2 separate regions of the Sus scrofa genome follow, and region 1 is linked to region 2. The links are chromatin contacts, called in public HiChIP or PLAC-seq maps. All regions are on one chromosome and are shown on one strand. The core of a region is the stretch at or near the end of the contact, and the rest is flanking DNA. Distances in the headings are between cores, read along the strand shown.

Region 1 (6,268 bases), core at 3,403-5,902, 200 kb before region 2:
CGGGGCAGGGGGCTCTTCCCCTACCCCGCCCCGCGCAGGTGGATGGGGGAAGCCTTGGCTCCATGCGGGAGCCAGAGGAAGCTGGAGAAAAGGCCGCTGGATCCCCCAGCTGTGGCCCTGGGGTTGTACCAAAGCCGGAGGAGACATCAAGCGGCTCTCTCTTCCCTCGCCAGCATCGTGATGTTTTCCTGCCACCCCACGGACCAGCTGGCCCCTCCAAGGGCTGTGCCGCGCGCGAGAGCGCGAGGAAGGATCCAGGCAGCGATGTGTGAGAAGGCACCTGTTCTCACCTCCGGGTCTCTTCTCTAGCAAAATAGCGTGGGCGGTTTTCCACATGGGCACCTGCGAATCCCTCATCCTTGTAAACTGCTCTGAAGGATTAGAGGGGAAGGAACCCTAAGGAGAGGCCCTGGAAGGGGGGCGTGCCTCTGAGCTTTGAAGGAGCTGGCACCTGCTGCTTCGTGTAAAGCGGCAATGGCCTCCGCGTTGCCACCTGATGCGTGGCAAGGGCAAGGCTGTTGGATACGGTGGCCTGTGACTGGGCGGGGGAAGTAAGCGGAAAGGTGACTGGGGCCCAGGCTGCGGAAGGCTTGGCCCCCTCTTCAAAAACCTTAGATTTTTTTTTTTATCAAGAAGGAGCCATTATCGAAGAGCTTCCCTTAGTGGCAGGCACAAAATAGGTACTCAATAAGTAGTTATATTACATTAAATTAAAGTTGTTGAGGAAGAGACTCAATCAACTGAATCTGCATTTGTTTTGTTTAATTAGAGAGATCGATTTGGGTGTAGATTCATTGTAAAGTGATTTGCAGATCTGGGGTAACTATCTAGATAAATTTAAGACAGATAACCTGCTCTTCGGGAGAGAGTCCTTTTAGGTCTAAGTGAGCTATGTTGAGTGGATTCAATGAAATAATTGCTCAAGACCATTTTGCCTCCTTAGACGAAGGCTAAACACATACTCTGCCACTTGGCACACTCTGTCTTTTTGTTCAAATTGGTAATTAGTTTGTCTTTGAAAGGTCAGCTCGATTTAAAATTGTAGTCCGATATAACTTCGTACAGAACTGTTAATGCTAATTTTTCACACTCTTAGAAATCACTTCTGCAACATTAATGACAGTGGTTTTGCAATTAGGCTTTCCTTTGGCCAGTTCTTCCGTGAAATCTTCTCTCATCCCGGACTTTGTCCCTAAGAGCAGCGCCGTTACCAGACGGTGGAAGCTGGGGGGGATTCTACTGTCGGAGTAATTTCTCCTGCCTGCTTTTTTGTCAATGACACATAAAACTGCAGAAGAAAAGTTATGTTTCAATATACAGTTTTCATTATGCTTCAGATGTTTCTAATATCCCCTCCTCAACGCCGTAATCCCACACACACCGCTTGTCACCTGGCATATGTAAACATGGCATTATTTGGACATTATTGCATAGTTATATCAAAATGCCGAGCAGAAAAAAAGTGATATCCAATATTCACCCCGGGTATGAAAACGGAACTTTTCTTTGATGTGAAAGGATTCCTAATTTGATCACCGGCGAGCGGGTTTTAGGAGTGCCTGCGGATTGCCAGGGAGAGACCGCTCTGCCCTCATGGACGGCTTGCCGCTCATCCCTCGCCCCTGGTGGAGTCTTGCATGGCCGGCAGGGCACATGGTTTCTCAGGGTGCGGGGGAGGGTGCTGCGGGCAGGAAACCCCCTGAGTGATTAGGTGATTAGGCGACTGAGTATCTTTCAGGACCTAAAGCAAGTGGTTTCAAACCTGGAGCTCCTTCGCCCTGGTGGGCCCCTAGGACCTCGGGAGGGACCACTGCCTGCATCTGCATGAATCGTCTTCTCCCCAGACTCAGGTTAAAGTCAGGCGTGGACATTCGTGTGGGGTGTGTGGGCTTAGGCTGGTGCATGTACGGTAAAGATGAGCTCCTGACTGTGAGGGGGGACACCTGACCCCCCAAAACTTGAGAACCGCATGGCTCCCCCTCTACTTCACCTGGGTCTGATCTTGGGGAATCGGTCAGGGGAGCAGTGCAGAGGGAGGGGGAAGCGGGGATTGCACACAATACTCCAGGCGCTTGGGTCTCAACTCTCTGGCCAACTACGAGAACTATTTGAAATTTTAGGAGATAAGACAGAGCAAGCGCTGACAGGACTCCATCGAAGACTGCAAGTCCTTTCCTTGAGCGAGAAGCCAGGTGTGGGTTGGAGCTTTATGACTGTCCTGACCTCTCCTGGGGCTCACACGCCTTCTGATTAGTTAGTCGGAGATGGCAATCTGAGCAGGACCCTCAGTGGTGCAGTCGATGCACAGGGAGATTGCAGGCGAGGGTAGACCCGGCGGGGATTCCAGGGGGACGTGGGACCTGTTGAGTGGGTTCTCTCTCTCTCTCTTCTTTTTTTAGGGGCCACACCTGTGGCATATGGAGGTTCCCGGGCTAGGGTCGGTCAAATCAGAGCTGCAGCCGCCAGCCTACACCACAGCCACAGCAACGCCAGATCCTGAACCTGCTGAGTGAGTCCAGGGGTAAAGCCTGCGTCCTCGTGGATACTAGTCGGGTTCCTAACCTGCTGAGCCACTCCTGGGTGGTTTCTCTTGCTGGCGACCTTTCCACTGCTTAGTCCTCTGGTCTTTACCTCCGGGAAGACAGAGCCGCAGGGGCAGAACTGCTGGGGTTTTTCTCCAGGAGCTCTCAGCTGCAGGAAGGGGCTTCCCTGACCCCCTCAGTCATCATCCTCCCCGGAAAAACATGCTTTGAGCCTTTTTTATGCAGGTAAAGGGGATTGACTCACGCTCTCCCTGTTCTCCTCCAAAGTCTCCTGAGGTCAAGCTTACCTGGCCCCGGGCTCAGAGTGCTCGGAGGGTGGGGAGGAAGGAAGAGGTGTCTGGGCTTCACATACCCGTCCCTCCAAAGTGGCCACAGTCAAATCCCCCGTGGACGCCCACCAGGGCTCGGGGGCTCCTGGGATCTCACTGCCCTCCCCCTCGGCACTTCCTGGACACCTGTGGTCCCAGGACTCACTTCGATGGTCCGTGGCGATGTCCTTTTCCCTAGCAGACGGGGACAACGGCAAACGGGAGGACTTTGCCTTATTCACCTTTGTATCCCCAGCCCCCGCACCCTGCCTGCCAGTTAGTATTTAGAGGACACATTTTCTTTTAAAAAAAATTAGGAAGGTCTTAAAATATAATTTCACCAACGGAATGAACACAGATGTACTCTGGCTGAAAGCCTAATGCCACACATCCAAAGAAAGAAGCTTCGTTAGGTGCAAATGCTGGAAGAGACGCCTTAGTGTTTCCAGAGAATGTGACAAAAATACCGACTGACCGAGAGGCCAAGGGCTGGACTGGGCGGTGGGGGGAGACCGCCTGCCCTTTGGTGCCTGGCAGCTGGTTTTGCTGTTTCCCAAAGAGAGCTGAGGAGGAGGGTGCAGGCAGAGCAGTGGGCAGCATAATTCCGGGAGAACCGACAATGACCTTCGCTGGGGAGGGTGGCCAGCTCCTGAAGGGCTAGGAGGGCAGATAAGAACGCATCAAACTCCTATTCATTTATTTTGGCCACGCCCACAGCACGCAGACCTTCCCCTGCCAGGGACGGAACAAGAGCCGTGATGGATCCTTAACCCCTGAGCCGCCAAGCAACTCTGTCAAGTTCTTGAATTCTGTGCCTATTTATTCTGGGTGAGACTTTCACTCAGCTCAGATGGAGTGATGATAATGAGTCAGGAATTTATAGGCTAACAGTTCTTGAGCACTTATTATGCGCCAGGCACTGCTGCAAGGGTTTTGAGAGCATCAACTTCGCTACCTGGTCCTTGTAACACCTGCTCCAGTGTGGGCTGTTACTATTAGTCCATTTTACAGATGGGCACTCGAGGAACAGTGAGGTTAAATTGTTTGCCCAAGCTCACACAGCTGGGGGGTTGCCATGTGTGTTCTCGGGCCCTGAGACAGGCGCAGTGATGCCGCGGGAGTGGAGAAGGACAAAGGCGCTTGCCGCAAACCACATTAAAGAGTCAGGTTTGCGTCCACTTGTTTGTCTGGGTGAGGCTGAGAAATGCGTCCACTCAAAGCGGTTCATTCCTTACCTCTCACATCAGTGAAATAAGTATTACATGGTGTTACCTCGTCATCAAAAGCTTTCAGCAGAGTGCCTGCCACACGCATCCAACCTTCTCTCATGTCCAAGATCAAGTACCTACCAGATCATGTTAATCGGCTTTCTCATTTGTTGTATCTAGAAAAAAATGACCTGTCCCTCCCAGGAATGATGAATAATATTGCGTAGAGAGGGAATAGCAGTGTCCGTCCCATTCTAGCAGCTCAATCCTTGTAAACTAGTGTTACTGTTAGCACATAAGAGTCTGTCTTGTACCTTTAGCATGCTCTTGGGTTCTTATCCTTGCTGTGTCATTTCCAAAAAAGTTTCCAAATATTTGTTTTCGCCTCCCTCTATGACATCAGCAAACCCCAGCTCGGGCTCCCTTGCTTTGCCTGTAAAACTCAGACCCTCCTCAGAGAAGAATATGCCTAGTTTATACGCCTCCCTTTCAAAGGGTTTAGACATATGAAACTTCTTTGGGAGGCTGCTGGAAATGCTCAGATGTCATGGGATTGTTGCTCAACCCCGGTCCTTGGGTCTGGGGAGGATGTGCTCTGGGCGTGGAGAAACTGCCCCACCCATCCGAGTCCCGCGGGCACCTCCGGGATGGGCTCTGTGTACCCCGTCCTCCCCACACGCAGAAGCAAGACCCCGCCTTGTCTGAGGAGGAAGCAGGGGCTCAGTGGGGTCAAGGAACTTGCTCAAGACTTCAGGTGACCAGCTGGGACCTGAGACCCTTCCGGCCAATGCTGGGGCCCTGAACCTGCCCCCCTCCCCAGCGCCCGTCTGTAGGCTCCGGGCTCACGCGTGAGCAGCGGGCCAGATGGGGATCACTCTGTCTCTGTGGAAGTCCCGTCAGCAAGTGCCAGGATTGGCCTCATTCTCCAGAGACACTTTGTTAAGAAGATACATTGCTTCTCTCCCTTCACTCGACAGATTTCAATACCCCAAATCATGTAAACAGCAAAAAAGTATTGAATTCCAGGAGATCCTCTCTTTTATTTTGATAAATGATGGTCTTTGGGAAAGGCCCGGCTTTGAGGTGCTGGAAAGCTGGCAGGTGCTCTGGGAGCAAAGCAGAGGGCCCAGGCGGGGCCACCTGCCTCAGCGTGAGGGCCCAGCTTTGCAGGAGTCCGGCGCGTTCGCAGACCTGTAAACCCACTTTCAAGCATGCGGGTCGCCCAGCGCAATGCTGTCTTTTCTCTGGGTCCTCACCCATTTAATTGCCTTCATCCTCAACCAGAGAAAATCCTGGAAATCCGGCGTTGTTTGGCTCCTTTCTCGCCGCCTACCCAGGCTTTTCAGCAACCTCTCTGCCGCGCGTTCCAAACAGGAAGTTCCAGCAGGCAGTGGTACAAATGGCCTGCATTATGTGGGATGTCACCTATTGTTACCCGAACAAAGACATCCTGGAATGAGCACAAAGCCTTCAAATCCGCCAGGGTCTCCGACCCTTCAATAGCCTTGTATTGTATCTGGGGAGTGATTGAGTGAATGGGGTCAGTCCAAGAATATACCTCAGCTTCTGCAACGCTGCTGTTCTTAGGCTGCCAGCACGGAGCTACACAGCACATGCAAATAGCGCTGCCTCGGCTGGGCACACATGCAAAGCAGGGACTTTCTAGACAAATGTGGGGACCAGCCTCTGTATAAATAAGTGGGAGAAAGGGGTTGGGAAGGAGCCCCACCTCGGTGACATGTTAGGAAAGGCAAAATTGCTATTAATTGAAAGTCTTATTCAAGTTTCTCTCTTGAAATGCTCCGCATAGGTCACAAGGTCCCCAAACCTTGAAGGGAGTGTAGACATTTTGTCTCTTTTGTTAGAAGGAAGCACGGGGTTATAACAGGCTATCTGGCTTTCCCGGAAACTGGGAAGTTGGGTGACAGCTCCTGCTCCACCGCAAGAAGCATTCACTGCCAGCTTCTCCTCTCCAAGTGTCTCTGAGGGTGGGATTCGGTCCCGTGAACTGCATGTACAGAGTGGAACTCAGTGCCACTCCAACGGGACTGCGTGTGGCAGTATTTTTCTCTCCCTTAAGAGCAGCGTGGCTAAAACCTTTGGAGAAGGGTTATCTGAGACGCCGGCTCCGCCAGGATGGCTGAGAGCGCTGTGTGTTCTCTGCCTGTGACTGTCTCCTTCCATATTGGACATCTGGCTACACCGCAGC
Region 2 (6,781 bases), core at 3,246-5,745:
GGCCAAGACACATCACTGATAAGGCGGGGCTCCAACAGCTTTGACGCTGCCCTGTAGAAACACACCCCCTCCCCTGGGTCCATGGTGGAGAATGGATGGTGCCAGCGTCCGAGGGCCTGAGTGGGACAGGCATGAGCAACCAGAGACCTCAATCCTCTGACACGTTTGCGAGTTCATCTTGTAAAATTAGGGAGCATCTCAGGTACAAGGGCAGCCTTGCAGGAACTCGGGCCTGGACCAGAGGCCATGGGCTGTGGCGAGGGCAGCTCCATGTCACACCCACAGAAGGCATCCAGTTTCTAGGTTACGTGTAAGTTTGAAGAGATATTATGAAAGATGTACTTTAATTCTCAGGGGAACTGGCATGTTCGGTGGACAGGAGTCTCTCCTCCCTTGATGGCCACCCGAGCCAGATACATCACCGGGGGACCCCTGCGGGGACAGGGAAGCGGGGCTCATTCCACGTGTTCCCTCAAATCAGTACCATTTTAATTTGGTGTTCGTTCTTTGGAGCCAATGCCTAAGAGTCGATTGGGAGTGCTGAATTAGAACCAGCTGGGCTTTCAGCTCCATCGCCTCCCTTTCCTGTTTCCCTGAGAAAACAATCCCAGAGCAGGGGCGTAGCCAAGAGGGGACCATTCAGTGCTCGGCCGGGACTGCATTTCCAGTGCTAATCACGTGCAGGAAAGCCACACGCTACAGATACTTTTTCTGATGAACTCATAATTGGTTTTAAGTATTGCTACCTTCCTGAAGGAATCAGAAGCTTCCATTTTTTTCTTTCAATTCTTTTTTGAATTTTTCAGACTTGGTAAAAGCTACAGTGTTATCTCCTGGACTGGCTGTGCAACTCCACTCTCAAAGGGATGTAAGAATCTTTATCAAGACAAATAACTTTTTCAAGTGATGGATAAATCAAAATAGTGCTGAATCACCACGAGCATTTCAATAATAATTTCATTTTGAGAATTTTTGCCATATGAGTCATTTATATTTTGTTTCTGAGAATTCAGCCAACGCCTAAAATCCAACATTCTCATCCTATTCCACTTTAGTAATATTCTAATAATTTAAATATTTTGCTTTACAATTTTGACTAAAAAGGAAGCAACTTATTGAGTTTTTTTTTTTTTTTGCCACATGGTCTTTAGTCTTATGCAAATACAGATTTATTGTTTTCTATGTAATTAATATATTAATATTACAGGTAACTATATACTAACTAGTATTTTAATTAGTGTATTTGCTTGGCTTTCTTCTTGTTCTTGCTCTCTTTTACCCACTAAATAAGCGAACTGTGACACATCACCTCTGTATGCATAAACAGCACTCTACTGCCCAAGCTAACTGGCAAATTAAAGAAAATTATATAGCATGCCAGACGCTGTACTGTCATCTCCCCGCCTGTCACACCGACCCATGGGTAGGGAATTGCAGAACAGTTGTAAATTCCTGATTCCACTGTACGAATTTCAAATCGAACTCCATGCTTGTGACAGTATTAACTACAGCCATGGAGCTGAACCTGGGTTGAGATCTGAGAGTTTTGCAAACAACAAAATCATTTCTCTCGCATATTATCTGAGTATACATCCTACATGTACTTCAGTCAATATCTCTTGACTGAATGAAGTTACCCACTTTAGTTAAGCAGACAGGAAAGTCTTTCAGTGATTTTTAAGGAACAGGGTATGGAATAGTTATTCTTCTCGGAAGAAAACGGTGCGACCGTATCACACAAGAGCAAAGAGGCTGCTGGTCGACGCTTCCGAGACCCTGGGTTTGGCTTTTCCAAGTGCGGGTGACCCAGAGGGAAGAAAGCATTTCTAACTCCGAACCCCCTGCTCTTTCTGGGGTGAAACTCTGCCTCCTAAGGACATGACCTTGAAGGTCTCTTTGCAAAAACCCATGTTCATGTAGCAGAGTAAACTCCAGTAGTGGCTTCTTTGTGAGCACAGACTGAGCCTCTTGATAATTTAGGGAGCTGACTGGATGCAGGTATTTTGCTGTGTCTCGTTTTGCAGCCTAATCATTTCAGAAGCAGGCTAGAACTGTCAGACTCCTGCCGAAAGCCTCAATCAGCAGACAATACTCGCAGTGACCTCTTGAAAAAAAATGAAGTCAGGTGTTTGCCTCCAGCCAGCAAAGAAAAGGCGCATTTTATTACACGTGGACTGCATTCCTTGGCAAAAACGCCACACCACAATTCTACTGTTTACAGAGAGGCTGAAACGCCGGTGAGGCCAAACACCACACAGAGTAACCCCCGTAAGACGCACGGATTTCTTTCCTAGTAGCCCTTTATTTCTCAATCCAGTCCTTCCAAAACGAGGTCACAAGTCTACCACCAAAGCGCCCTCTTTTCTCCCCAGTGGTGGAAGAAGTTCTCCCCATTGCTGCCTTTTCGGTCCAACATACGCAAGTGTGTACAACTGTATCCCTTTAAAGGCTACTTTGGGGGGGACAACCCAGGAGTGAGCAAGGCTGCAGGACCAAATGGATGGAATGTGTAATTTTTGAGAAAAACGGGATTGAATTTCTGATAGGATTTTGAGCCAAGAAAAAAAAATCTAAAACTGGGTTAACGAAGGGCGTTTGTTTGCAATGTTATCTCTACAAATTTCCCTGGTGATCTTTCCTGCTTCCGATCCATCTCCACGCACACCTGCCCGTCTCGCCCATCTTTCCTCTAAAAATAGAGCTGCAGTTTCGTTCTTTTAGAATTTTTTTTTTTTATTTTAATGGAGAGAATAGGATTTCCTCTTTGTTTCGGCACCATAGGACTCTAACTCTAGAAAGCTGCAAAAATAAACTCTGAAGCTCTTTCTGCAGTGGCCACATGTGGGACCCGGTCTCCACCACACACACCCCGCCCCCACCCCGGCCCTCCAGTGCCCGGGGCACATTCTAGTCCCAGAGACGCAGCGTGGGACTGGGGATGAAAACTCGTCTCTGCTAAGTCAGAGGAAACCAAAAGGTCCGGGTACAATGGCCTGTGTCCCGAATTTGCTTTTTGGAAAATGTCATTTCACTTAACCAAACCCCGCGAGCAGATGTGATCTGGCCATGCCCTCAAGAGCTGCTGTGATGCCGAAGGGACTGAACAGAGAGGGAAACAGAGTAGACTGTGAAATACTCTCACGGATGTCAGAGGCAAAAAGAGGGGCCTTACGAGCGGCAAGATCTTCAACCGTGAGCAATTTAGACAGTGACCTAGCCCCGCGCGGTTGAGAATTTGTTTGGCAAATCATGGGTTCGATTTCCAGTTTAAAACTAGAGTAGGATGGATTTTTTGCCTATAAACAGCGCTACATGTAGAAGACGGATCTTGCTTAAGCAGCAGTATTTTTCAATTCCAGGTCACATCTCCTATGTTATGTCAACCACACCAGAATTAGTCTTTTTGAAAACAGTGCTTTGGTTTAGCTAAAGCCCAAGAAGGTATGTTTATTTCCTTAATTCATTCATCCTAGAGCTCTAGAAAGGGGTGTTTGGTTGTTTTTCAACTGGGATTTTTGCTTTTCTTTTTCTTACTTTGCCTCTGAAGTTAGGCATCCATTGATAAGCTAAGTGCGCAAAGCTGATTTATGCTAAGGGATTGCATCCTTATTGATTATCCTGTTTTTTCTATTTATATTGTATCTTTGCAACATCACTGTAAATCACTTGGTCAAATAACGCTTGCTTCCAGCTCTTTCGATGGTCCACAACACTGAGTATAAATGGCCTGTGAATTCCTCAAGCAGGGAGGAAATAGTTGTGTTTTACTGAAAGGGCACCCCCCCCATTAAGCCAGGGCGGGGGGCGGGGGTATTGGGATAGACTGGGAATTTGGGGTTCGCAGATGCAAACTATTGCCTTTGGAATGGATGAGCAATGAGATCCTGCTGTATAGCACCGGGAACTGTATCTAGTCACTTATGATGGAGGATAATTTAAGAAAAACAGTGTATATGTGTAAGTGTGACTGGGTCACCTTTGCTGTACAGTAGAAAATTGACTGAACACTGTACACCAGCTATAATGGGAAAAAATCATTGAAATAAATTTTAAAATTTAAAAAATATTTTGCTAAATTAAAAAAAAAAAAAAAAAAAAGCAGCCTGGAGGTGGGCTCCAAGGAGAAACCGAGAGATGTGAAGACAGTATAGGGTCTATTTGTATTGGAAATTTTTAAATTTTTATTTTTATTTTATTTTTTTTATTTTTTTGCTTTTGCTTTTTTAGGGCCTCTCCTGTGGCACATTAGTTCCCAGGCTAGGGGTCTAATCGGAGCTGTATTCGCTGGCCTACACCACAGCCACAGCAACTGAAGATCCGAGCCACATCAGCGACCTACACCACAGCTCACGGCAGTGCCGTATCCTTAACCCACTGAGTGCGGCCAGGGATTGTACCCGTGTCCTCATGGATACCAGTCCCGTTTGTCACCACTGAGCCACGACGGGAACTCCTGAGTCACATAATTTAAATCATTACACAACAAGGTCGCTCTGGTGAGTGTGAGCCTCGTGACAGCAGTGGATCTGGTGAAAACGTGGGCAGGCAGCACCCACTCTGTCCAGCTGCTTCGGAGAGGAGCCTTGGGGTCGAAGGAGAGGAGAACTGTCCAGAAGGAAGAGCAGGACCAGGCGGCCGGGGGCAGTGAAGAGGGGAGCACAGGGCTGTCCACGGGGAGGTGGGACCCCGCCAGGGACGCAGCAGCAGCTTTGAGTGAGCCGGGGAGAAGGGGGCAGGCCTCGCCCACGCTGCCTTTCTGCCCTTAACAAGGACGGATGCTGCGAGGAAGGGGTCCAGGCACTTTAACAGGTGCCTCCCAAACCTCACTGTGCACGGTTACCTGGGGCTTCCTGTTAGAACGCAGATTCTGACCGCTCAGCCTGCGATGGGCTGGAGAGCCTGCATCTCTAACCTGCTCCCGGGGACCCAGGTGTTGCCTGAACACAGTTTGAGGAACAGGTGTGACCCGAGGCCTGGCGGGGGCTAACGTGCTCAGAAACAGTCTGTGCGTGTGAGGTTTGGGCTGGTGTTGCCGTGGGGAGACGCCAACGTGCAGGCGGTGGAGGCCGAGCTCTTGGGGCAGAGAAAAGGCCCTGGTAGCCACGGAAGGAGCAGGTTCCCGCAGGAAAGGGGAGCAAAGAGTCACACGAGGGGCCCGAGTAAGCTTCCTGGGTTGGGGGTGAACCCTCCCACACCCCAAGCCGTCTGCGAACCCCCACAGGAGCATGCTCCCGGTTCTCTGCAATTCGACCTGAGTTTCTTCCTCACCGTGGATTCTCTTCTTTTCTTTCCCCTGAGCTTCAAGAAAGGAGGTTCAGGGCATCAGCACTGGGAGCTCGAGCCCAGGTTGCCCGTTTCTGCGGGGGTTTTGTCATCGCAAAAACCTACAGCTTTTCCTTCTGTGCAGGGAACGCCCAGCTCCTCTCGCCGGGTCTTTCTCTCCGGTGAGTCCCCTCGCTCTTCACCCACAACACTCTCACCTGCACCCTGCACCTCTCACCTTCCTGGTCGCCGGACGTGTGTGGGGAGGACGCCACCCTGGCTGGCGGTCGGACAGGCTCCTCAATCCTGACCCCGTTTATCTGGAGATGACGTGTCACACCCCACAGGGGAAGGGCTCAGTCCCACAGGAGTCTCCCCGCCACACACACACACACACTGTGGATGCCAGTCCCAAGTCCAGCTTGTCACCTCTCTTTCTGATCTCCTGGCTAAGGTCAGAGGTTCCAGTGACATTCTCCCGCTAGCGCGGCTCATGGCACCGGGGAAGCGCCGGTGTTCTCCAGCTTATTAAAGACCATGGTGAAGGGAACAGGTGCTCATCCAGATGGCAGAGGGGCACCGCCAGGTGTGCAGGCTGGGGCAGAGCATCCGGGCCCTCCAGCTGCCCCCCTCCCAGCACCTCCATGTGCTCACCTGACCCGGGAGCTCTCAGAACCCCGTGCTCTTAGAATCCGATGGAGGTTTCATCACGTGGGCATGAGCCGCCACTAACTCCATTGTTAGCCCTGCTCCCTTCTCCAGAGGGTGGGGCAGGCTGAAAATTCCAAGCTTCTCAAGTCACCTGGTCTTCCTGGTGACCCGCCCTCATCCAGGAGCCCCACAAGAGTGGTCTCATTAGAACAAAAGAAACTCCTATCACCCAGAATTCCAAGGCTATCAGGAGTCCTGTGTCAGGAACCAGGGGCAGGTCAACACCTCTCGTCCATAATTTCACAGCTACATTCCGGGGGCACGGGAGCTGGCATCAGGATTGATGATCACGGGTTGACGGGAAGATGAGGTGCAGAGGGTGGCCCTTCCTTGTGCTCATACCTCAGTCTCAGGGGAGTTCCCTGGCGGCCTACTGGTCAAGGACCCATGGCCCGGGAACTTTCATACGCCATGGGTACGGCAAACAAGCAAACACACAGACCATATCCCAGCCTCAGGCTTCACCCTGCCTCCCTTTCTCAGCCAGGGCATCAGTCCTACACGACACGCCTTCTGGGGTCAGATGCTAGCTCACTTCATCCTCGGCATGGCACCTTTTGCGTGTGATGAAATGCGTTTCCCTGGGACAGCCGCCCAGACAGCCCCACCAGCGCTGCGTTCTCCTTGTAAACCTCAAATGCCAGTGTGCACAGTACTATTAATCAGGGGCTTGCCTCTGCCCCAAATACACTGAAGAGGTTCTTGTAAGGTAGACTCATGTTGTGAATCTTTCTATCTCACTCATTAGACAGACATAACGGGTCTTAAGAAATTAATTGGTTGGTAATGTCAACACGTATCTTTCACT

Evidence for each region. HiChIP or PLAC-seq counts read pairs in DNA pulled down with a chosen protein or histone mark.
Region 1: a contact with region 2 is called in an H3K27ac HiChIP or PLAC-seq map of alveolar macrophages. The contact joins two enhancer-like sites. A contact is called at or near these places in 1 of 47 Hi-C or Micro-C datasets (embryonic fibroblasts) and 1 of 2 datasets of contacts at active chromatin or transcription factors (alveolar macrophages).

What each region holds. Positions count from the first base shown.
Region 1 is chr10:66,386,290-66,392,557 of Sscrofa11.1, reverse strand. No RefSeq gene overlaps it. Among named protein-coding and RNA genes, the nearest start is that of KLF6, 99 kb to the left of the region's middle. Within about 2 kb of position 4,652, at least 9 of the 83 cell types and tissues checked have an H3K27ac peak or open chromatin away from gene starts, as enhancers often do. A contact at or near this core is called in alveolar macrophages, where this site is marked.
Region 2 is chr10:66,187,550-66,194,330 of Sscrofa11.1, reverse strand. No RefSeq gene overlaps it. Among named protein-coding and RNA genes, the nearest start is that of KLF6, 300 kb to the left of the region's middle. Within about 2 kb of position 4,495, at least 4 of the 83 cell types and tissues checked have an H3K27ac peak or open chromatin away from gene starts, as enhancers often do. A contact at or near this core is called in alveolar macrophages, where this site is marked.